4 separate regions of the Mus musculus genome follow, and all the other regions are linked to region 3. Evidence: chromatin contacts called from public Hi-C and HiChIP or PLAC-seq data. All regions are on one chromosome and are shown on one strand. The core of a region is the stretch at or near the end of the contact, and the rest is flanking DNA. Distances in the headings are between cores, read along the strand shown.

Region 1 (5,467 bases), core at 1,054-3,553, 650 kb before region 3:
AAGACTTTGTGGGACATTTTACACGCAGATCACTAAAGTGATCTGTGATACAAAACCCAGGACACATGAGAGAATGTGTCCGAGCGCCTGTTTGTGTGTGTGTGTGTGTGTGTGTGTGTGTGTGTCTGTAGGTGCTAGAACTGCAATGAGACCCTAGTTCCAGTTTCTTACCACCTGTTCTCACTATGCTGTGAAATGGCTATCTTATCAAGGATTGTTTTGGGAATGAAATGCCACACCATTTGGGGGGGGGGGGAGTTACTGCACTCTGATCAAATGCCACTGTCTCATCCTACCTTTAATACTGAGGTCTTTGTAGTCTATGAGTCTAGGAAGCAAGTCACGAGGGGTTGGAGCTTGGTGGAAGCTTGCTTGTGATAGCCTCAATCCTGTCATCTGAACCATCATCTCAGGACCTGTTGGGCATGTTAGTTTATACTCAGCACTAGGGACAGCATTAGGGGACCAGGGCTAGCTTCCTGAAAGATGTCAGCTCTCTCATGCACTTAGTGCTGAGTTCCTAAGCATGTGAGATAGCATGGTAGCAGAGGCCACAGGATGTTGAATGCTCTCTGAATAGTTTTCCCTATTCAAATCCCTCCCCCGATTCCCAGATAACTCAGGAGAACTTGAGAAAACTTCTGGTTTCCTAGACTTTCCCAGCCATACACAATGCTCTTCAAAAACAAGGCTTTCTTTCTTTCTTAGCTGTTTCTTCTTCTCCTTCTTCTCCTTCTCCTTCTCCTTCTCCTTCTCCTTCTCCTTCTCCTTCTCCTTCTCCTTCTCCTTCTCCTTCTCCTTCTCCTTCTCCTTCTCCTTCTCCTTCTCCTTCTCCTTCTCCTTCTCCTTCTCCTTCTTCTTCTTCTTCTTCTTCTTCTTCTTCTTCTTCTTCTTCTTCTTCTTCTTCTTCTTCCCCTTCTTCCCCTTCTTCTTCCCCTTCTTCCCCTTCCTCCTCCCCTCCTCCTCCTCCTCCTCCTCCTTCTCTTCCTCCTCCTCCCCCTCCCCCCTCCTCCTCCCATTCCTGTTCCCCCTCCTCTCCTTCTTCCTCTATTATTCTGGAGAACATTGTAAGCAACTATTCTACCAATGAGCTACACTGCCAGTCATCGGAGTTTTGATAAGCCCCAAGGCAGGACCTGATATGATACAGATATAGAGGCCAGGCCATGTTTGCTGTGTTTGTAGTAACAGTTGTTGAAGAGAGTTGGTGTTGCCTCTGCTGCATCAGGCAACTGGAAGAGCTCCCAAGGCCGCCCCCACCCTTTGTGGAGGCAGCTGTCCTTTTCAGGTTGTAAGGCAAAAAGGAAAATTACTCATTTTGGATGGAGGTAATAGAAAAGCTAGAGTGGCTGGCTTGGCTGCTCCTGTTTTTCTAAAGAAGACAAGGAAGTCAGGAGTCTTAAAGTTACTAAAAAAAAAATTTTTTTTTTAATGTATGCCTGTGCACCACATGCATGCCTGTTTCTTATGGAGGCCAGAATTTAATTCAGTATTGGATCTCTTTACATTGGAGTTACAGATGGTTGTCAACCACCATGTGAGTACTGAAAATTGAACCTGGGTCCTCTATAAGAGTGGCTAGTACTCTTAACCGTTGGTCCATCTATCTTTCCAGCCCTTTGGAAGTGCCTCATAGGAGACCATCATCGGACTATAGCAGCTTTTGCACTCAGCATGCCAGACACTGTCCTCTCTCTCTGCATCCTAAACATCAGCTCCTTTGAGCCTCACCATGGCTCTATGAATGTTGATCATCCTCACTACTTTATTGCACCATGGCTCTATTAATGTTGATCATCCTCACTACTTTATTGATGAGGAAAACAAGGCACAGTTTGAATAAGAACTTAATTTGTATAAATACTAAATGGCATGGGGCAGAGTCAGAACTTGAGCTGTGGACATTCAATTCTGCAATCTCTGTGGACTTTGGTCTGTAAGCTAGGTGAAGCAGCATTTGAACTGGAGGATTTATTTATTTATTTATTTATTTATTATTTATAGGTGTAATGCATGCGTCCCCTTTGTTTTTTCTTGATATCAATGACTTGTCCCTGTCATTGAGACTCCCCTCTCTTGATTCACTGCGTGATGCTTCCTGTCCTGCCTTTATTCACAGCCTCACCCTGACATTTACATACCCACCCCCTTCTAGCTCTCACTGCTGCCTCCCTTGCCAAGTACAAATAATGACTGTTCTTTTGCTGGTCCTTGTTTCTGGTGCAGTGGGACAAAGAGGGGAGCAGAGAGAAATGTTTCTCAGAGCCCGGAGGTGGCCAGTATTGAAAAGAGGGAGCCCTGGTAACAGGCGCAGGGCGGAGACAATGTCCTTGCTCTATTGATGTCTGTCTCAGGGAAGAGGTTCTCAGTAGAAGAGCCAGCTCTGGTTTAAATAGTGTGTGTGTGTGTGTGTGTGTGTGTGTGTGTGTGTGTGTGTGTATACATGCGTAGTTTCCATGTGGTAGGAATACAGAGCCTCAAGCTAAGTGGCTTTGTGAATAGTGGGCACAGGCATGCCTGCTTACAGCACAAGTTAAACACTTTCCTGCCTTCTTACTGGTCAGTGAGATAGTGAATGAAAAGCCCAGGAAGCAGGTCACATAGGCTGTGTGGACGAGTATCTCTCTGTGGGAGTCCATTTTGTAGGTGTACAGTGTAAGCTTCTCTGCTTTGCACTTCTCCTTTCCAGCTCCAGTTTAAGTTTGTTTTGGTGCCCAAGAAGCCAAATATTTTTCCTTTGCCGTTGCAGAAAGACTTTCGTCAAATTCCACGCTGGTTGGCTCCACTGATTTGCATGTGAGGAAATACAGTCTGGTTGAGGATGCAAATGTTTGCCCTTATTTCCTACCTATGGGCTCTCTGCTTCTTATTTGGGGAAAGTCTACTTGAAATAGTAGCTTAGAGAGATTTGGGCAATTGATTTAATTTTTAGAGACTTCTTGTTGGTCAGTCAGTTCAGGCCTCTTTTTATATTAACTCATTCGTTCATGCTCATGATAAGAACTTTTGAGCATTGTCATTAAAAAATACAATACAAAGACGAGTCAGTAAGGGGCCTAGCCTTCTAGGAAATCACAGGGAAACACATTTTAAAATGTAATCTGGAGCTATTTCGGATCTGAATGAATTCTTTGTATAAACAAGTTTTCAACTCATTTCAATTGCATACCATATTGTGGCTTTGTCATTTACTGAATTGCATTGCAATCCCAGGCAGGACAACAGAAGTCTCTTCTGCTCCTTATGGAGTCATAGCAATATGACTGGGAGGCATTTTAAGGGCTATTTCTCAGTTTTGTGCAAATCCAGAGCTGCCACATGCAGGACTCTGAGCTTTGTCTTTGCCCACTCAGTGTCAGGAAGGATTATCAAGGTGTCCTAATGGGATCCTGAGTGTTGGGCCAGTGCACCTGCGAGTCCCAACACTGTGCACACCTTGATTTGTCATACTGCGGTTGGTATGCCTAAGCTATCCTTTGTGGACCAAATGTAGAGGGTCTTACAACAGCAAATAGAAGAATTCAAATTTTTGATATTATCTACAATCCTCTAACAGCTTCTGCATGGCTGTAGGTTTCAGAATTCCAAGCTAACCTGTGATTTAGATTGAGGTTGTTAGCCATTCAATTTGTCAGTGGGGAACTTGGGACCTATAAGGACCAGAGAGCAGTTAGGAGGCTGTTACATTTTGTGTGAGGGTAGTGTGGGTGCAGATGAGGGAGGGACAAACAAGAAAAAAAAAGGTGGTGAGGGACTCACGAATTGCTATTCTTGGGATTTGGCATGACTGGGTTGTTGAGCATGAGAGCAGGGGATCCTGATCTAAATGTGAAGAGGGAAGAGTGAGGAGAAGGAGAGAGATAACATTTAAAGGTCTTGAGTTGAGGTGTCTACAGAATACTCTAATAGAATCCACTAGAATCTCTGTGGAACTGGAGGCATAAGATTTAGAAGAACTTTTCTGGAGAAAAAGAAGGGAAGCAGATGGCATTAATGAGAGGACACAGGAAAAGGAATCAAAGGTCGTGCTTCAGAATTCTAATAATTCATACTTTTAGGGCTTGGGAGAAGAATATGCAGCTAGAAGAGGGACCAGAAAATTAAGTATTGTGTTACTATGACAGGGACAGAGCTGGTTTCATGAAGGAAGTGGCGAACAATTGGATCAAGTACTGGGAAGCTGTTGAGAATGTGGCTATTAGAAGTGACCAGGGACTCTTAAATGAGAAGATCCACTTAGATGCTGTGATGCCACTGTCATGTTAACTCTGGTGTCTGCAATAGGGAAGGCAATTCCACCTCTGAGAATTAGTAGATAGGGTGGAAATGCGAGCTCAGAAGGGCCAATGGTACCAGCCAAGAAGAGACAGTGCAGAGGGAGCCAATTCAATCAGTGTGGTCTTCTATGACTTTGTAATGCAATGCAAGCAATGCAAGACACTGCTAGTTTAATGTAGATGGTTTTCTGGAGCCTGAAGAACAACAAGGCATGCCAGTAGATTAGGAGCTGAGGTCTTGGGGATGCTCTTAAGGGAGGAGGCTGCAGTGCCCAGCCTGAGATTTGCCTGCGTAGTGGAATGAATGGAGCTGGCAAGGTTACTCAGGAGAAATCAACCCAAGCATGAGGGCAGATGGTTGGCTGTCACAGCGAGGACATAGAATCTGCTTCGCAGGGGGAAGCACATAGGGAAACTGGGACTTCAGAGAAGGGATTTTTGAACTTTTACATTTTGTATGGGGATAGTTTCCAGTATTTCAACAGCAGCCCTGATGGGTGGGAGATGGCTGAGGAGATACTAGGATAGAATGGGAATGGGGGCCTTTCGTTTCTGTAGATGTGGAGGGCTTGGGACAACACTAAATTGATGCTTAACTCACCAGAGTTAAAGGCACAGCAGAGAAAAGAAGAAGGATTTTTCATTTTGGAAGGCTTGTGCCGTGTAGCTCTTTCTGGGGAGATAAGAACAATCACTGAATCACCCCAGGTGCACTGATGGTAAACCAAAGCAATGACTGAACCTAAGTCTAGTTTAATTCAGGAGCGTGGACTCCTCATTCTGCTGCATCAGGGAAATTTCCCATAGCAGCATGGATGGCAACTCATGGCAAGGAATGCCGCATCCTTAGAACTCTCTGCCCAAGCTCCATCTATTTCCACCTAAAAGCCTGGGCTTCCCTGGCTCACCATGTATGTACCTTTGGGGAGGGGCTTGTGAGTTTTGTCACTTTAGTGAGCTGCCTATACCTTGCTAGTTTCCTTAGCTTAACTTATTTTAAGCCCCACCCCCATCTAGGAGGGGATGTTTCAATTCAGAAGAATGCATAAAGAACCTCTTACTATGTGCTACGTAGTATGCCAGACATTTTTCTCTTATTTCATATAACATTTAGGCCTCAAAAGCACTCTATGCTGAGAGTGAACAGTGCATATTTTTTATATATGAAGAAACTGAACACATGTGTGTTT
Region 2 (5,406 bases), core at 113-2,612, 550 kb before region 3:
TCTTTTTGGAGGCCTCCTTTGATCTATTGCAATAATTTTTCTTCTCTGAAAAGAATCTGTAGTTACTTTGCTGCTCAGCTCTGGTTTTTCTGTGACACCAACAGGAGTGTGGAGGCTTTCTTTTTCTTCTCTGCCCATCCTGTCTTTGGGGTTTGCCTGGGATGCTAATTCTTGCCTGTATGGATGGATCCGAAGATCCCATCAAACATGGACCAGCCCCCAAACTGTCTTTTTCGTATTCTGCAATCTCACTTCCATACTAAGTTACCATAACTAAACTAGGATATGTGAAATTCTCTTTTGCCTTTAAATTTTTATTCCTTAATACTATTTCAAACACAGGGGACTGCCATTGTAACTTTTTACTTGGGAGTCCCATGCCTTTTGTATGTTAGCATTTGATTTCCATATAAAAAGGTTCAATTTTTTTTTATTTTGTTTTATGAACTTTCTGAAATGTTCTTGATGGTGATATAATACACCAGTAAGTAAATACTGACTTAGGGAGTGATTTTCTTTTGTCTAACTTCAGCATTCAGGGAAGAACACAGCCGCAGCCATCACTCTGTGGGGCTATGTGGTGTTAATGTAAGGTTTTGATTAGAGACTTTTCATCCCCCATTCTCCACTTATTTTATCAACTCTCAGAATTTTCACTAGTTCTGCAAAGGCATCCCAGGGGGAATCCACGCCATGTTTTAATGGCTCGGGGACAGACAGGATAATGCTACATATCTCTGGGTTTCTTTACATCCGGGCATTTACTCTGTATGCCTCAGGGTCCAGGTAAAATGTTGGCTTGGGTGGCTGATTTGAAACCTGAGCCTCCCACACATCTGCTGTGGACACTGACTGCGGCAGAGAAAGTGACTTCTCTTCAAGTTTTATTTGGGTCATAAAAATTCATGCTGTGTACCGCCTCTTTCGGAATCCGTTCCATTAAATGTGGCTAGGTCCAGAGTACACTCTGGAGGAAGCCAGGAAGGACATTAAAATGCTTAGTCTATGACACACTTCCTTATTTTTGTCATTTTGACATTTATGTGTTGTTTCATTAGGGATTTTTAAGAGAAGACCCCTTTTCGGCAAGAAGTTTTCCCCAGATCGCCATAAGAACCCACAGTTTATAATCAAACAGCTGTCTGGGTTGCATGTCAGCTGAGCCGGACCACCTGCTGGCGGTTAACCTCTGGAAGGTTATTATGAGACAATTGTTGTTGTTGTTTGTTTAAAAAGTTTCAGAGCTTAAGGAAAATATTAGTAATGAGTGACTTAACCTGTTCTGTTTACTGTTCCCCTCAGCTTGCAGATGGCGTTCGGAGGCCAGAGGGAGGATTCCACTAAAGCCAACACTATTTTGCACTTGTTTTGGAGACAAACCATAAAAATAGGCTTGGCAGCAAGGAGTCTGCCCCGGGAGGAGGAGCGGGCAGCATTGCAAAAGCCCTTTAAAAGGAAATAACCATTTGTGGTGACTGGATGCAAACGTACCATCTCAACGCAGCCCTTGGATTCCACACGTGGTCCATATTAAGCTGAGGTCTGGCAGAGCCGCCCACCTTCGGAGCATGTGTCTTTCAGCCATGGCATTCTGGAGTTTGCCATCTGTTTTCTTCACTTCCCTGCTCATCCCTCTCACCAATGGGGGAGACGGCTGAGAGAGTTCTCTCAGACAGCCGCTGGGGGATAATTTTCTAAGTCCTATAAAACCCAGTCTCTGCACATCTTTTTGTATGAACCGATTACAAGGTGACCTGCCTCTCTCCTCGGGTCTATGGGGTCTGAATGCCCTTTGCAGAGGCGGAAATGGCTTTTTTTGTGGTGCAATTAGGGACAGCCAAGGATAGCAGCTAGCAGGATGAGATATTCTGTGAGGGTCAGAAAACCCCATTTCACCCCTATTCTCAGTGTCTTGAAAAGTGACCAGCTTGTGGTGGGCACTCTCTAAATATAAGTGAATGAATACCAGCACCACTATCTCCTTCTGCTTCTCCTCCTCTCCCTGGTCCTCTTCTTTCTGCTGCTGCTTCTCCTCCCCTCCTTTATTGTCTGCTTACTTCCTTGTTTATCACTCAAGTAACACAGTGGTTAGGAAATGTGGTTGACTCTCAGCATTCACATCACAAAAGTGTCAAAATCTTTTCTGGCTGTGAATTACAGAACATTTAGGGTTGAATATTTGGGCAAAAGCCTGCAGCAGCTGACCTACAGAGCCAAAGAAAATGAAAGAGGGAAATATGACTTGGGTCTGAAGCAACAGAATGGGCCTAACTGTGTCGTTGGACAAGTTAATTCATCTCTCTGATTCTCTACTTCTTCTATTATACAGTGGAATAAGGTCAGGTTTCCTACAGGGATTTTTGTTGCCCTGTGAAAGTAAAGCCTGGTGCAGAAGAGAGGCCATGTTTACTACTGTTACTAATGGACTGTTGTTACCCCTCTGTACTGGCTACTTTTGTGTCAACTTGACACAGGCTGGAGTTATCACAGAGAAAGGAGCTTCAGTTGGGGAAATACCTCCATGAGATCCAACTGTAAGGCATTTTCTCAATTAGTGATCAAGGGGGAAAGGCCCCTTGTGGGTGGTGCCATCTCTGGGCTGGTAGTCTTGGTTCTATAAGAGAGCAGGCTGAGCAAGCCAGGGGAAGCAAGCCAGTAAAGAACATCCCTCCATGGCCTCTGCATCAGCTCATGCTTTCTGACCTGCTTGAGTTCCAGTCCTGCATCCTTTGGTGATCAACAGCAATGTGGAAAGTGTAAGCTGAATAAACCCTTTCCTCCCCAGCTTGCTTCTTGGTCATGATGTTTGTGAGGGAATAGAAATCCTGACTAAGACACCCTCTATGAATATAATTATAGCAATGTTATGGTCATTATATTACTTCTTTCTCACACTCACTGAGAAAATTCCCACCATCCACAGCATTTTGTGACAGAAACTGCACAGATTTGGCCAGTTCTGGTCTCTCCCCAGTAACTGAATAACTGAGAGCCAGTCGTTTGACTTCTGAACTTGGCTGTTCCCATGTTTGAAGTTAGAGAAACGATTTTGCTGATGATACCTGGTAGAGAAACTTTGGGTAAAATGAGCTTTTTACATCTGATTCCTTTGTAGAATATTTACTGGTTTTATCAACAAATAGTGCAAAGCTACTTGGTCCACTGTTAAATATTTAAGAGCTCATTGTTTGGTTCTGCTCATTTCACCTAAGCAAGTATTATGCAATTGCTCTGCCCAACCTTGAGCTAAATGCAGCTATACCTATAGTCAGGGGAGCTCTGAGTGTGGTTATGGAAACCGTCCCAAAACTGCACGCAGCTAACTCTGTGATGCTGAAGTTTCTGTATGCTAACTTTGTTCCATGTTCCATATTGATCTCTCAAGACAAAGATGGTAGAGACAGGTCAGAGAGAGAGAGAGAGAGAGAGAGAGAGAGAGAGAGAGAGAGAATAGTTCCTTGCACTTGCATTTGTAAAGGACTCTTTCATGCTTGGGTTGTGCTAGGGCCATCCTAGGAGAACTTGAGGTCAGGGCTTTCACTATTTCATATCTCGGCTCCTGCAAATGACAATGAACTTTGATCTTCTCTTATGAGCGTCCTAAGAGTCTTTTCCTCCACTATGGCGCCGTAGGTAGATTGCTGAGCAGGAGCTCCCACGTAGCTTCTAATGAGTGGATGGAGGGTGCCTTGAGGCCTTATCGTGCCCATGATACTCTCATTCTAGCTGTTAAATCAATGCTTATCTAAAAAAAATAAGTATTGAAAAAATACCTAACATACGTTGAAGTCAAAGCCTGCGCTTGCACTGCGATTTTATGACATGCATAGTTATGGCCATACTCGCCACTTATCCCATTTGCCATTTATTCTGTGTACTCAGTGCTTACAGGAGATTTTTGTAGACGTAGGGCATGCCATTCATTTACAAGTTATTCTTCTGCTTGCTAGTAGTATTCATCTTCACACCCGTGAGCAAAAATAAGTAGAATGTTATAAGCACAAAGTGCTGTCCTTATTTTCTCCTTGTGTTCTCAGTGCCATCCGCTGTAAGGTAGTAATACGGGGAGACACAGTGATGACATGAGTATCTGGTTATGCCCATTGGTTGTTCTTCACTTATTAGTAATCCTGGAGATCTCAATGGATGCTCTAGCACTTTCGTATTTTATAAAATTGCTTCTTTTTTTTTTCTAGTTCCAAGGCATGTGTGGAGTAGAGCTCCTGATGACATTTCAAGACTCCTCCAAGTGTCTAATGTGTAAGTGGTACCGAGTTCTGGGCATAGATTCCATGTGCTGGAAGTCTAGTGGGCTTCTAGGAAGACTGCAAACCAACAGGTCTAAGACCCTCTGGGGTCAACTTCTTGTCCATCAAAGGAGACTCTTTTTCAAAGTTCTGTTCTTATTGGTCTGAGAGAGTGAGTTTTACATCTGTGGAGAACTTTGCAAGTTCAATACAGCCGCACATCTTGGGAAAGAGGGACAGTCTGTTGGGTGTGGTGTGTCTGTTGGATCTGAGCGGAGCTGAACTCATCGTAGAGGAAAACTATTCAGCAGAGAGGCAATGAAGATCTTGTCTTAGGAGCTCTTATTGAGAGCTAGCTTACTCTAGTTCCTGGCCATGCAAAGTGCTAGAGAGCAATTTATATTACCAGCTAGGACAGTAATATTGGGAGCTTACAGAGATGACAGAGTAATCTTGTTAGCTAGACTACTTTTCTATATTGAAAATATAAAGTATTCTGCATCAAATCATATAATCCACGTTTCCCTTTCTCTCTTTAATTTGATTATGAGCTATTGCCATGCTTTGCCATAAAATATGAAAGTTTTACATTCTGATAGTTTTTCAAATGCTGATTTTACTTTCTGTGCAAATACTTCAAATCTTTCCAGCATAATTATTTAGCAGCCTTTTCAGGTTAATTATTGTCATTAACAATATGAGTCCTATGAGGGAATATCAATTAAAATATGCACAGCTGAACTTTCAAATGAGTAAATAATTTAGTTTTAGAAAATGACTGGAAACAGCAGGGTAACAGTCAAAAGGGGAACAATTATTTTAATGCTTATTTGACAAATGAGTCATTTTTACAGCAAATTAGATTCTTATCATAGCACCCCTACTGGTTACCACAGGAAAGCTGTTAACAGGAGTTTTTAAAATAAAAGCTGTTAAGTTATGCATGCAAAGTTAAGGAAATCATTTGTATGAGGGAAAGGTGATTAGGATATGCATTGTTAGCTGATGGAATACTGCCACTGGGATCTAATTAGGGCGATAAATCACGCAAAATGATGTGTGTATATAGGGCTGGAAGGATTAGCCTGATGTGTGCTCCTGACAGCACAAGGACCAATTCCTCCAACTTTCCTGTCTGCATTTATCTTTGTACTGGCCA
Region 3 (5,786 bases), core at 368-2,867:
TTTGATGGGTGGTTAGTTGCAGTTAACAACCATTTATTTACTTTTAAAAATAATAATAAACTTTATAAACTAACCGTCCTTTTACTTCTGCCTCCCCAGTACAAGCCCGGTGAGTCAGCCTTTATTATCCTGGAGGCTCTAGCCTAGTTGGGGTAGGAGGGGGCGGGGTGGGGAGAAAGCCGGGGAGGGGGGAGGAGGGGGAAAGGAGAGGGTGGTGAAAAGAACAGGGGGAGAGGCTGGGGGTGGAGGGGAAGAGTGAGCGCAAGCAAAGGGGGGCTGGGGAATGTGGAGATTAAAAAGAATCATGATCATTAATGTCTAGGAATTAGAAAAAAATAAAGCAAGCTTTTGTGCCATGGTTTCCCCCCTCGGAGTGAGGATTGTGCGAGCCTTGCTCCTCAGGTCTCTCTGTTCCTGCCCCTGACACCCTCCCGTTTAATTCTGTTTTAGCTTTTCCTCTTGTAAATTTCAGAGCCAGCTTTGAGGTTATTGACGACACTTATCGGAAGGAGGAAAATAATAGAGGTGTGGAGAGTGGTTTTGATGTTTCTTAAAGGACAAAAACAAAACGCCCTCCCCTAAACAGGGCACACAATTATACAGGCTTCTTTTTTGGGGGTGGGGGTGGGGGGGTGGGGGGAGTCCGCTGGCTGAATGAGACTAGTATGACTAAGTTTCTTTTACAAAAAATTTAAAAATGTTACCCGATCATATTTAATCAAATGTAATTATAACACATTCAAAATGAATAATATGCCTTGGAAGTATTTTTATTGTTATTGTTCATTGCACGATGTTCGACTGCTTTAGAAGCACAGGAAAGAAGCAAACGCGCTACAAATGGGGAATTACCCTCGTTTAGCATTAAAATTCATTTAGATAAAATTGCCACAAACATTTAAATGGGAAGATTAGTTCCCCCTCACGCCTTATTGCACTCGCTCAATGGTTCCGTTAAGAACATTTTACACGTTGGAAATTCCGTCTTCTCAGACGGCTTGCTGTTTCCTAGTTACACACATTCAAAGCAAAGGCTGCAGCCACGGCAGCCGCAGCAGCGGCAGCAGGGGGAAAAAGTTTGGCAACTGGTCTGCAATTCATCCGCTGCGCCCCTAGTTTCCCTCCACCCTCCCCAGTTCCCCCCCATTAACAGCCCCCCCCCCCGACTTATGTGTTCGAAGAGCCCGGCCTCGAGGAGCCAAGGTTGGTTGTACAGTATTGACAATATTAAACTACAAAGAAATGGAAAGAAGCCGGTGGGTCCCTCTCTGCGTCTCCCGCTTTTGTACGAGGCTGAGGGTTGAGTGCAAATGTGCCGAGTCGCCCGCACCCCGACCCCAGGGCCGCCGGGCGCGCCGCCGTGGCCCGAGACGTCTCCAGGAAATTCGCCACTGCTCTCGCTAGCGCGGTGGTGGAAACGTGTTAAAGGCTCAGCTTGCAAAGTCCTGGCACCGTCCAGTCCCTCCTGGCCCTCTTCTCGCCCCACCCCTCCCCCCGCCGCTCCCCCCCCCCCCCAGCCCCTCACCCCTGTCCTTTCTTTTGAGCCGCAGGAAAAGAGGAAAGTCGTCTTCTACTGCCACCTTTTGGGGATTTGGAAAAACGACGCAGTAGGAGACCGGAGGGAGGCGGAGCGCGGCAGTGTGTTTTGAGGGGGCGGGGGGGAGGGGGGGGGAAGAAACCCCCTTATGATCATGCGTCGGAACTGGCGCCCTTAATCTGATGCTTAAATATTTGATGTGGAAAAATTACCCATAAAATTAGTTACTAACAATTTCAAATTGAAATCACTTATCGAATTATAAGCGCATTAAAGCTGTATGGATGGTATTAGGAGTTCCTTTGGAGGCTGTCTCCTCTCGGGGAACCCGGCCCACGAGTTTTACCGCGGGGAGAGGCGTGCTAGGTGGAGCCCTGGGGAGACCAAACGACAAGGACAGCAGTTGGGGTGCCGGGTCCTAGCGGGCCTAGAGAAGATGGATCTGGGTATGGGGATCGCATTCCGGGCAGAAGCGCATACTGAGTAACTCCAGGGACAAAGTCCGAACGTTGTGAAAGGGGAAAACTGCTCTTTTACGCTGGAATTCCGAGCCTTCAGTGATGCTTTCAGCTCCCCCTGTGTAGGCGGGAGGGGGGTGTTGGGGGTGGGCTGAGAGGAGTTTTGAGATGTCTCTAATGAGACCGCCGCGGCCGGCTCACCCAGCTCCAGCCGCGTCTCAGACTCCCTTTAGTTTCCCTCTGCACGACATCGGGGCTGGGGCTGGGGCTGGAGCTGGTACGTGGGCGGGTGGGTCTCAGTTGTGATCCCACACTACTCCGAGGTACTCGGGGTCTGCAGAAGAGTCCTATGCTTGCCCCCATCCCCACCTCCGCCATCTGAAAGTCAAAGTTAAGAAGAATTAACTGTCTCGGTAGCCTGGGTGTCCATGAGTTAGCGCAAAAGCATATTCAAAGACTTCTTCGGCTCACTCTGGGCTCCGTCAATTGGAACCCCTCAGAGTGGTTTGTAGTTGCCAGAATGCTTTCACAGGACTTTTCCAGACGGAGCCCCGGCTTCCGAATCCCAGGGCGCTCATGGGAGCATGTCGGTGAGAGCTTGGGCCCTGGAGGCTGCCTTGAACAGTCAGGCTGGGCAAGAGGGTGAGCTTCCAGAGTGTATAGCACTCCGGTAGAATGGAGAAGAATAGTGTCACAGTGTGTTGGGCAGAAGCTCCTTCAAGTTTCCTTAAAAGTCCTAGAAACTTCCCCCACTTTGGATCCCACAGGCCCTCGGCCCTTGGGAAGGCAGTTAAAGCAGAAATTGGTGATATAGGTTCTCAACGGGTGTTTGGACCGTAAGCAGGGAGGTGTGGGTTTGTGTGTGGGGCGCCCAGTTTGAGTCATCATTTTTCCTGGTCTCTTCTGTGCTACCCAGCACCCCCTGGCCCTTTGGCAAACCATACCATCAAGGGTAGACGCAGCATTAGAGGCTAAGAGCTCTCTGGTTGGGGGAAAAGATCTGGGCGGGAGAGTTGGGGGTCTTCCTGGGAGACTGAAGCCAAGAAATAATGGGAAGGGTAGGGTTCTCTTTCACATCGAACCAGCCTCCCGCCGCCCCCCCAAAAAGTTTAAAACATTCTCTTCCAAGGCGGAACTGAAAGAAAACACAAACAATATATTGGGCAATCCGCTAGACGTTTGCGTTGTAGAGTCTTTGCCCTAAAAATGATACCCTAGGGTTTTAATAGGGAGATGGGAGGCACTTTTAGGGGCTTGGTTTAGCTGGTGAAGAAGTAACTCCTGTGCTGCTCACGCGCTCAGTCCACCTCAGGGAATTCCGACTCTGAAACTCTGGATTTAGTTTTAATCCAGTCTTCCTTTGATCAACTGTATAATTCCTAGCCCTGACCACCTCTACCCCACACTGTGTTCATTAGGACCAGTGACTTTATTCTCTGGGAGGAAAACTACTCCCAGGTCCTAGCCCATTAGGAAAGCAGAGAGTAGAGTCACCTGCTTCATACACCTACGGGTCCTCTCCCCGGCGTCGTTTTTCTGGCTTGGCACCCTAGCTTCAGGCAGAGTGTACCGGAGAGTTCAGGATCCCACTGTCTGCTTTCTCTGGGTTGGAGACATGACTGAAAGACAGGATGGCCAACTCTCTGGCTCCCCTTCTCTCCTCCCTTTCTTGCTTTTCTGCCTAGGCCTCCCTCACACCTCAGCACTTTTCTCTTCCACCACCCTAAAAGTGACAGGTTCTCCGAATTCACCTGAAGACCCGAGGCTCTAACCTCTCCCAGTCCCCGCAGGCATTGGGGGTGGGGGTGGGGGTGAGCGGCGAGCGCCGAAATCGCTGCAAAACCCTTCTGCCAACCTCACCCACTTTTCTGGATTTGAGTAGGTGACTGCGCATAGAGATCCCCCTTGAAGACGTTGTTGAGCATGGTCTAGGCTTTCAAAGAGCCGGATTCCTCCCTTTCGGGAGATCGAGGGTCACTGATAACGTCACCTCTAAAAAACCTAGGAAGGCAGCAAAGACCCCAAGTAACCGGCTCCTACCACTGCTGCCTCCCGGCTCAGAGCAGAGACCAGACACTAGCAAAGTCCCTTTTCTGGCAGATCCGTGAGGCGCCACTGTGCCCCTGGAGACTCAGTTTCTTCTGGGGGGTGCGGGGAGGGAGGTGGGTGGGTGGTAAACAGCGTGTGCAAATCAAATCCGATTTTTGAGACGTGCATTTTCAGGTGTTCTAAAATGCGAATGGCAAGGTTTGTGTGCCCGTCTAGTGGGGGTGGACTAAGGGGAGGAGTCTCCCACTGCTTGCTTCAGTCTTTAATGTCTGAAATAACGAAATGTCTGTGTGGCAGCTGCTGCTAGAGCCAAAACTAACTCTTTGGAAGACGGAAAAGAGTGAAAGGCAAAGAAAGACTGTTCATTTTATTTTTTCCTTTGGTGCCTTTTGGGATGTCATCTGTTTCCTTGGCGACTGTGTTCAGCCCCCGGAGCCCCTGGGCTCCAGGATTGTTAGGGGGGGAAGCATGCTATTTCTGCACCGTCATTTATCACTGTCACAGCATAATGATTCCCCTTGCAGCCCCTTATTGATGTTTGTAATTGCATTATCTCATAAAGGAAGATGATCAATGAAACCAAGCCGTGCATTCTGGGGTCAGAGGAAGCCAAAGTACTGTTTGTCCCCTTTAATACAACAAGTACTCATTATCTTTAGGTCTGCATTCGAAAAATGATCTGATCTGGGGCTGACCCTGCCGGACATCCCAACACTTTCTAAAACGCGGTTTGTGTAACCTTTTGCTTAAATGCTAAATCAAGTACCTGTCTTGCATTTCAACGAAAGGAATGCTGAAAGAGAATGAGAAAAGCATCTCTTCCTTTTTTTCCCCCTCTCCGCCTGTATTTTGTTTTGTTTTTCCCCGGGGCGGGAGACGCATGATCTTCCCCAAGACCCGTGAGATTTTCCACTGTAACTCCTAAGAGCTGTACTGTAGGAAAGGCCCCATCAAAAAGGGATCTAATGAATGAGAGGAATTGGGAGTGAAGGGAAGCGAAGCCGCCAGAAGCTTCGAACAAGGTCGGTATAAAAAGTGCAGAATAAAACCACATCCGGTTTAATTAATAAGAGCAATAAACTGAAATAATTCCCCATGATTCTGTGCTTGCTTCTGCCTTTTACAGAGCTACAACTCTCCTCTTTAGATAAATGATGTGTGTGTCTGTTTGATTCTCAACAGTAACCAAATCAGTGGCATACTCTGTTTCCAAACCCACCTACAAACTTTAGCAAATAAAAAAGTTCATTTGTCCATTAAGGCAGTATTTAGTTGAGTAGCAATGTCCCACTAATACTGAATGGAGTACATGTAATCCCATGAAAATCAAGTCATCTCGTTGTACTGGAGTAAATAAAAAAAAATACAAAGGAGAAAAGATCCAAGTGTAATTTCAAACTAAATGCATTATTGGGCTGTCAGAGTGAAAACCTGATTGTTTGGGGTGGAAAGGAGAATATCAACTCAGCTCACATTTAACTTAAAGGTTCGAGGAAGGAGGTGTGAGCTCTAGATTTGGTTGTTCTTGTAATTTGTAGGAAGAGGAGAGGCTTAGACAACTCTAAATCGTTTAACGACAGAGTTAAGGGGAAAAAAGCTTATTCTTAAGCATTTCTATGCTGAAATGGAGTGCCCTCTCTTATGTTAATAAGATCACCAAAATAAATAAATAAATAACTAGGAAGGGAGGGAGGGAGAAAATAGGAAAAGAACAGAAAGAATAAATGTTTTCTTTTTTTTTT
Region 4 (6,059 bases), core at 447-2,946, 720 kb before region 3:
GGTAAGAAGCAGAGAGCAACCAGCAAAACCAGTGGTAAGCTAGGGAATGCTGTTGCCTGCTTGTGGGGTGTACTGTGGATTCTTCAGTGGGTGCTCAGCTGCTGTCTTTATCTCTGGCCATAGGGCAAGCAGTCTAATTAATACAAGAACTTGCCCAGAGTGATGAAAGTCTCCGTGGGTCCTATCTCTGAGTCTATCTCAAACCATCTATGTAGTTTGAGGGAAGTGTACCTTTCTCCTGGCTTCTGATATCTCATCTCACTCTATCTCCCAAGGGTGTTTCCAGAGCCCTGGCATGTTTGTTTTGAAAGACGAAAGCCATTTTACCAGTGTAAATCATTACCTTCTGCATTCAGACTAGTTCTTTTTAAGCTTGCACCTTTTCTATTTCACCGTACATTTTGATTAGAGCTATTTTGCAGGCCATGAAAATGAATAATGAGTTTATTCGAGTTACTAGAACTGTGAAGATAGGGTCTAGAACTGATCTATACTTAACTAACTTTATCCAGGGTCGGTTCATCTAAATCGGGAGCATGGATTATTCCTAGGCTACAATATTCCCTGCCCCTCCTCTTCCTTTCCCATACTCATTCCTGTTCTCTCTTTTCATACTTGACTTGGACACCTCAGTTAGTATGCAAGGAAAATAGAATTAAAGGGAACTTAGAGTCACTTTTTATTATTGCTGGACAATTTGTTATAAAAGCTGAGAATGCAAGGCCAGAACACTGCTGCGGCTATGAAGGGCCCTGCAGGACAGCTGCTCACCATCACACTTCATGATCACTAGCATGAGCAGAAATTATCATTGTGCGATGGCTGCGCATGCAGATAGGCTAGTGGGGAGTTTTGATTGGTGGGATAGGAAATGACCTTTCATGGTACACTCACATGCACACGCCTATCACCTACCAGCAGTGCCAGCACAACAGACCCTTATACGACAAAACCAGGTTCATTCCCTGACTCTTGAGAATCTTGATTTGCGATTCTTATTGGACTGGACTCAAGATTTCAGAGTTTTGGCTTCTTTGTCTTTTTTCCCTTAGGATGTAGTCTTTGGAGAAAGTACAGAGGTTTATTTAAAGTGCTTATTTCAACTACAGCTTATCCAGGCATAGACTACTGAGGGCATAATAACTAGGTTTCCTTTACCAAGACTGTCACAATTGAGGAAATCCTTGAGTGGACACGTCTCCATAGCAATTGTTCAAATACAGAAACTTCCTGGTGAAATCCCTCCCGCTAAGGCAAGGAGCTCTTAACTGCCCCCATCTGTTTTCCTGGGGACCCCTTGATCCCCCCATTCCTCACAGCCATCTCTTATCTTCTGTTCTGGAAAGGAAGGAAACTGATCTTGGGGAGGCGTGTTCTTGCGCATCCCATCCCCCACCCACTCTAATATGACTCTATGTAGATATTAGGGGACCTGTTTTTGGTTCTGTCACTTGGAATTTCTCCATTAATGGAGTCTCTGAAGACATCTTAGGAATGAATAATATCTTTCATCTCATTGGAATATGTATGGGATTCCCATCAAACCTGTCCTCGTGTGACTCCGAGTAGACAGGCGGCGAGGTTTCCTCTTTCAAGTCTCTGTCAAGAATAAACACTTAGTTCTCAGTAGTGCCAGATGAAAACCTGATAGTGGACGCTTTGCTCTGAAAGCAGAATGTGGCCCAGCTGTTCTGTGGTTTATGAATTTTTTAGCAAGGCTGGGGTTGGCAGCGAAGCCAGCGTTGGCTGAGTTGGGGCGTACGCTGGGGGTTTGATTACTTCAAGCAGGGGACGGAGAAACTTGGCGGTGCTTTCTGGGTTTCCCCGGGGAGGTTTTGTTCAAAGCCAAGCTCAGAAAATGGAAAATAAAAGAAGCCAACTGAGTTCAGAAGCTTGAGGCTAGACCAGTCCCATACCAAGCCTGTTCTATACCCGCTGAGAATTAGACCAATCGCAGCAGCAATAGTACTGTAAATTCTGTGGACTCAGAGTTGATCTGAGGCCAGTTCAAGACTGGGCTCCTGTTGTGTCTGGCTGCTCTGAACCTGTCCTCAAAGGGCAGTCCCTCTGGGGCCCTGCTTGGCAGAGGTGATTTTCTATGTGAGTCCTCATTGATTTTGCTTGGACCCAGTGGGAAATGACAGTTGACAGAAAGTAGCATTACCCAGAACGTCTTTAGCTCAAGCATTTTCTTCTCTCCACATCACCTCCTTCCCATGCTTCTGAGGGCCAGAGGTTGACTCTCTAAACATTGTTTCAATTTCTTCAGTCTAGTGGTTTCCCATTGGGGCAAAGGAAAAATACTCCCCCCCCCCCCCCCCCGACTCCCTGCTAGAGGCCAGAGGACACTTTCTGGTGCAGGGGAGCCAGGTTAGGAGTTTGGAATCTATAGAAATTCATTCCTTCAGGGATTCTGGCCCTGGGGAGCCAGAGAGATAGCTCAGTGGTTAGGCGTACTTGTTGCTCTTACCAAAGACCTGGGTTCAATTCCCATCACTCTTATGGTGAGTGATTCACAGTCACCCATAACTCCAGTGACCTTTGAGGGCACCAAGCATGCATGCATGTATATATACACATGCAGAAGAAATGCTAAACCAAAAAATAGGATATATAAACTTAAGAACAAAATTAAATTAAAAAAAAAATCTAAGCCCTTTTCCTCAGTCTAAAAATTTTAAAAATAAAATACCTTTCCCTTAATCTAGTGGTAAAGAGGGGAATGAAATGACCCCTTTGATTTTGTAGATATTGCAAATGGGCCACCCCATTAGATGACTGCCACTGAGTCTACCTGACTCAGCACCAGAGGTCTCCATTGTGATCTAGAATTCATTACAAAGTAAATGAATTAGGATATCAGGCTCAGATGGTGACTTTAAATCCACCCAGGTATATCCGAAGGTCAGCTTTGGTTACCGTGCTCTGGCACGTTGGTCTACACCTCTCCTATAAGTTAGGAATTACAGTCATTTTGTGCAGGGAGGTATAGGTGCCAGTTCTCAGCTCGAGTGGCTCTATGGCCTAGGTGGTCAGGAGAGCCTTGCTGAGGGGCTAATGTTTGAACTCAGCTATGAAGGAGTGAGGGGCAGTGTTGGAGGGGAAGAAGACTGGGGCATCGAGGCGAGGCTAGCTTCCGAAGGTCAGTGCATAGCAGAGGGAGGGAAGGCATAATGCCTGCTGTCTAGGTCTGATTTCACTGCCTTGGATACAATCACAGCCTTCCTTTTAGCTCTTCTTCAGTGGGGAGAAACTCCCATTTGGTTAAAAATAACCTGAATCTCATGATTATTTAGTGAATTGGCAGGAAATTAGACCTAAGTTTTAGTTTAATTAATCCAAGTAAGGTTTCACAGGTTCTGGCATTATAGCATTTATAAAGGCAAGACCAGAAATTGAGAAAGGGGGGAAATAGTGGTGTGGGTGGGGAAAGGGGCCTGTGGCCTCATATTTGTTTGTCTTTGACCTGTGCGTGAAAGAAGCCTGGGGCAGGAGCCCACGGCCAGGTCACAGTTATGCTTCTGAAGGTGGCCAGTGGCACCAAGGTGATCCAAATGCCATTGCTTTGTCCTATGCCTAATTAGGTAAGCAGGGCACTTGCAAGGAGATTATTTCATTTATTAGGTTGGAATGAAACCTGTGGGGATTGGGAAGATGTGATCTTAAATTAACATACTTCCCGAAGCACCTGCGATGTGGTGTTATCAGAATTCATTAAACAGCCTGAAATCGCAACACTGTCAGGCTGGCTTTACCAGATGCCCGAGAGCCAGCGAGCCAGCCTTATGTCTCCAAACACTGGAGCTGTGTCTGTCTCCGAGCTCCCCACATCCTGATGGATCTCACTGTGGAGCCTTTGAAGCTTCTGTGGATGCCGTGCGAAACTCTATGGGGATGCATATGAACAAGTAAACCAGTGTTGCTCAAATGTTAATACTTTTCTAAGTGTTGCCTGGGATGCCGGCAATTTTCTGAAGGAGTTGACAGAAAGCCTCTGAGAGCTGGCTTTGTTTCTCTCTCCTCTGAGGCTTCCATCAGTTTTAAGATATGTGGTAGAACAATAAAATTCTATCTTTTAAAGTCCCCTTATTTCCGTCTGCTTGTGAAAGGCACCATTACTCAGTTGATATCACGCATCGAAACAGACAGAAAAATGTGTGTGCCTGCACATTTTACACACACACACACACACACACACACACACACACACACACAGAGAGAGAGAGAGAGAGAGAGAGAGAGAGAGAGAGAGAGAGAGAAAGGAGAATGAAAAGGAGGAAGTGAGAGGGAGGGAGAGTGAGTGTGTCAGCCTGTGTGCCTTGTGGTTGTTATGCCCGCTTCCCCGTTTTGTTTTTGTTTTTGTTTTTGTTTTTGTCTATAGCCCTGATGCATGCACAAGACTTCCCTTTGTTTACATTGCTGTGGCTGACTTTTTGGCTGACTTTTAGGCTGACTCTTAAGAATCCCTTTTCCGAGTAACCCTCCTGGGGAATTCACTGGTCTCTTCCTCTTCATCTCAGCAAGGTCCACACAGTAAGGCAGCTGCTTTGATTCCTTGAGGGTTTAGACCCTTACCTACTATGATGGTTTAAAGGAGAGTGTCCCAACCTCCAGGCTCTATCCCCTATTGGTGGAACTGTTTGGGAAGGATTAGGCACTATGGCTTTGTTGGAAGCGGTATGTTACTGGCAAGGGGTATGTGGGCTAGGGTTTTTGTTTGTTTGTTTGTTTTTGTTTTGTTTTGTTTTGTTTTGTTTTTTTGGTTTAATGGTAACTTGGTACAAGTTAGAGGCATTGAGAGAGGGGACCTCAGTTGAGAAAATGACCTCACCAGATTGGCCATGGGCAAGCCTGTGATACAATTTCTTGATTGATGTTTAAAGAGAGTGGACTCACCTCCCAGGCCACAGGTGGTCCTGAATTTTAAAAAGATAGCAGGTTGGGCAAGCTACGAGGAGCAAACCAGTAAGCAGTGTCCCTGTTCCTCCATGGCTTCTGCTTCAGTCCCCATCTCTTTTGAGTTTCTGACCTGATTTCTCTTCATGAAGGACTGTGATTCATGTAAACTGAACTAAATGCTCTCCTCCCTGTGTTTTATCATAGAAATAGAAAGCAATCAATACAGAAGTTGGTATCAGAGACTAGGCTATTGCTGTAACAGTCCTGTCAATGTGAGTTTCAGAGGAATATGGAAGACTTTTGGACTTTGGACTAGAGAATCAGTTGAATACTGAAAGCAGGGCTAAGGAAAGAGCCTAGTAGGAGATTGGAAGACGGTAGTGTTAAGAGCAGTGTGCACTGCAGAGGCCTGGCTCAAGAGGGTCCAGAGGGAATGGAAGCAAGGACTCAGGAGCAGCTGGGCTAGAAGCCATTCTTGTGATATATTGGCAAAGAATGTGGCTGCTTTCTGTCCTTGTCCTAAGAATTTGAGGCTAACTTGAAAAGTAAAGGACTAATATCCTTGGCAGAGGAGAGTTCAAGAGCCCAATATCAATTCTCTCACGTGGTTATTTAGTCTTATGCAGACAAACACAAACTGTACAGTTTTGAAGAGAAAAAGCACGAAGTCATTTAATGTTTAATCCCTGACCTGTGCTCAAAGAAATAAGGATTTGAAGGAAAAAAATTAAAAAAAAAAAAAAAAACAACCTAGGCAAATCTGTTCTGGAATAAAGAGTAGAATGCTCTCAGGGCAAGATCCCTGTGCCCCCACTCCCAGCTAACATTCCAATTCCTGAAAGGAAAAGGCCTAAGGAATTACCAACAGCTGGCACAAGTGTGCTTCAAGAAGGGGCGGGTACAGAGCTCACTCCAATCAGGCAGGTAAATCTGGCAATGTGATCGTTGTAGTTCTGGCTTTGGAGTCATGAAAGGCACATGAGTAATGGGCTTATGCACTCTCCCTCTATACCTGAGGAGAGCTGCTGAGGATAGGTAATGTGTGGCAGGGCAGCTCCTACAGGAAGGGCTAGAGAGGATGGGAGGGAGTTGTACAAAGCGATAAAAGTGAAACCCGGATTGCATTGGAAACCCCAAATGTCAGAGATGCCAGAGTTATA

Evidence for each region. A called contact is a pair of places that touch in the nucleus more often than the background predicts. HiChIP or PLAC-seq counts read pairs in DNA pulled down with a chosen protein or histone mark.
Region 1: a contact with region 3 is called in an H3K4me3 HiChIP or PLAC-seq map of neural tube, with 6 times the contacts expected there. The contact joins the enhancer-like site here to the promoter of 8430419K02Rik in region 3. A contact is called at or near these places in 1 of 15 datasets of contacts at CTCF or cohesin (stem cell-derived epiblast-like cells), 36 of 484 Hi-C or Micro-C datasets (adipose-derived mesenchymal stem cells, astrocytes, cardiomyocytes and 14 more), 16 of 115 datasets of contacts at active chromatin or transcription factors (astrocytes, craniofacial prominence, differentiating embryonic stem cells and 10 more) and 1 of 9 other capture datasets (embryonic stem cells).
Region 2: a contact with region 3 is called in a Hi-C map of uterus, with 11 times the contacts expected there. The contact joins the enhancer-like site here to the promoter of 8430419K02Rik in region 3. A contact is called at or near these places in 13 of 484 Hi-C or Micro-C datasets (cranial neural crest, embryonic fibroblasts, embryonic stem cells and 5 more), 1 of 115 datasets of contacts at active chromatin or transcription factors (craniofacial prominence) and 1 of 9 other capture datasets (embryonic tail).
Region 4: a contact with region 3 is called in a Hi-C map of myocytes, with 3 times the contacts expected there. The contact joins the enhancer-like site here to the promoter of 8430419K02Rik in region 3. A contact is called at or near these places in 22 of 484 Hi-C or Micro-C datasets (the HPC-7 cell line, cerebellum, embryonic stem cells and 4 more), 12 of 115 datasets of contacts at active chromatin or transcription factors (craniofacial prominence, embryonic forebrain, embryonic hindbrain and 4 more) and 1 of 9 other capture datasets (embryonic stem cells).

The regions. Positions count from the first base shown.
Region 1 is chr11:19,521,062-19,526,528 of GRCm38.p6, reverse strand. No RefSeq gene overlaps it. Among named protein-coding and RNA genes, the nearest start is that of Gm39601, 95 kb to the left of the region's middle. Within about 2 kb of position 2,303, at least 35 of the 459 cell types and tissues checked have an H3K27ac peak or open chromatin away from gene starts, as enhancers often do. A contact at or near this core is called in embryonic basal ganglia, neural progenitor cells, neural tube and 2 more, where this site is marked.
Region 2 is chr11:19,420,112-19,425,517 of GRCm38.p6, reverse strand. No RefSeq gene overlaps it. Among named protein-coding and RNA genes, the nearest start is that of Gm39601, 200 kb to the left of the region's middle. Within about 2 kb of position 1,362, at least 41 of the 459 cell types and tissues checked have an H3K27ac peak or open chromatin away from gene starts, as enhancers often do. A contact at or near this core is called in embryonic tail, myocytes, nephron progenitors and 2 more, where this site is marked.
Region 3 is chr11:18,873,441-18,879,226 of GRCm38.p6, reverse strand. 8430419K02Rik (a long non-coding RNA gene) reads left to right here and starts at 1,617. Exons shown (of 4, transcript XR_003949854.1): 1 at 1,617-5,786.
Region 4 is chr11:19,597,423-19,603,481 of GRCm38.p6, reverse strand. No RefSeq gene overlaps it. Among named protein-coding and RNA genes, the nearest start is that of Gm39601, 18 kb to the left of the region's middle. Within about 2 kb of position 1,696, at least 18 of the 459 cell types and tissues checked have an H3K27ac peak or open chromatin away from gene starts, as enhancers often do. A contact at or near this core is called in myocytes, where this site is marked.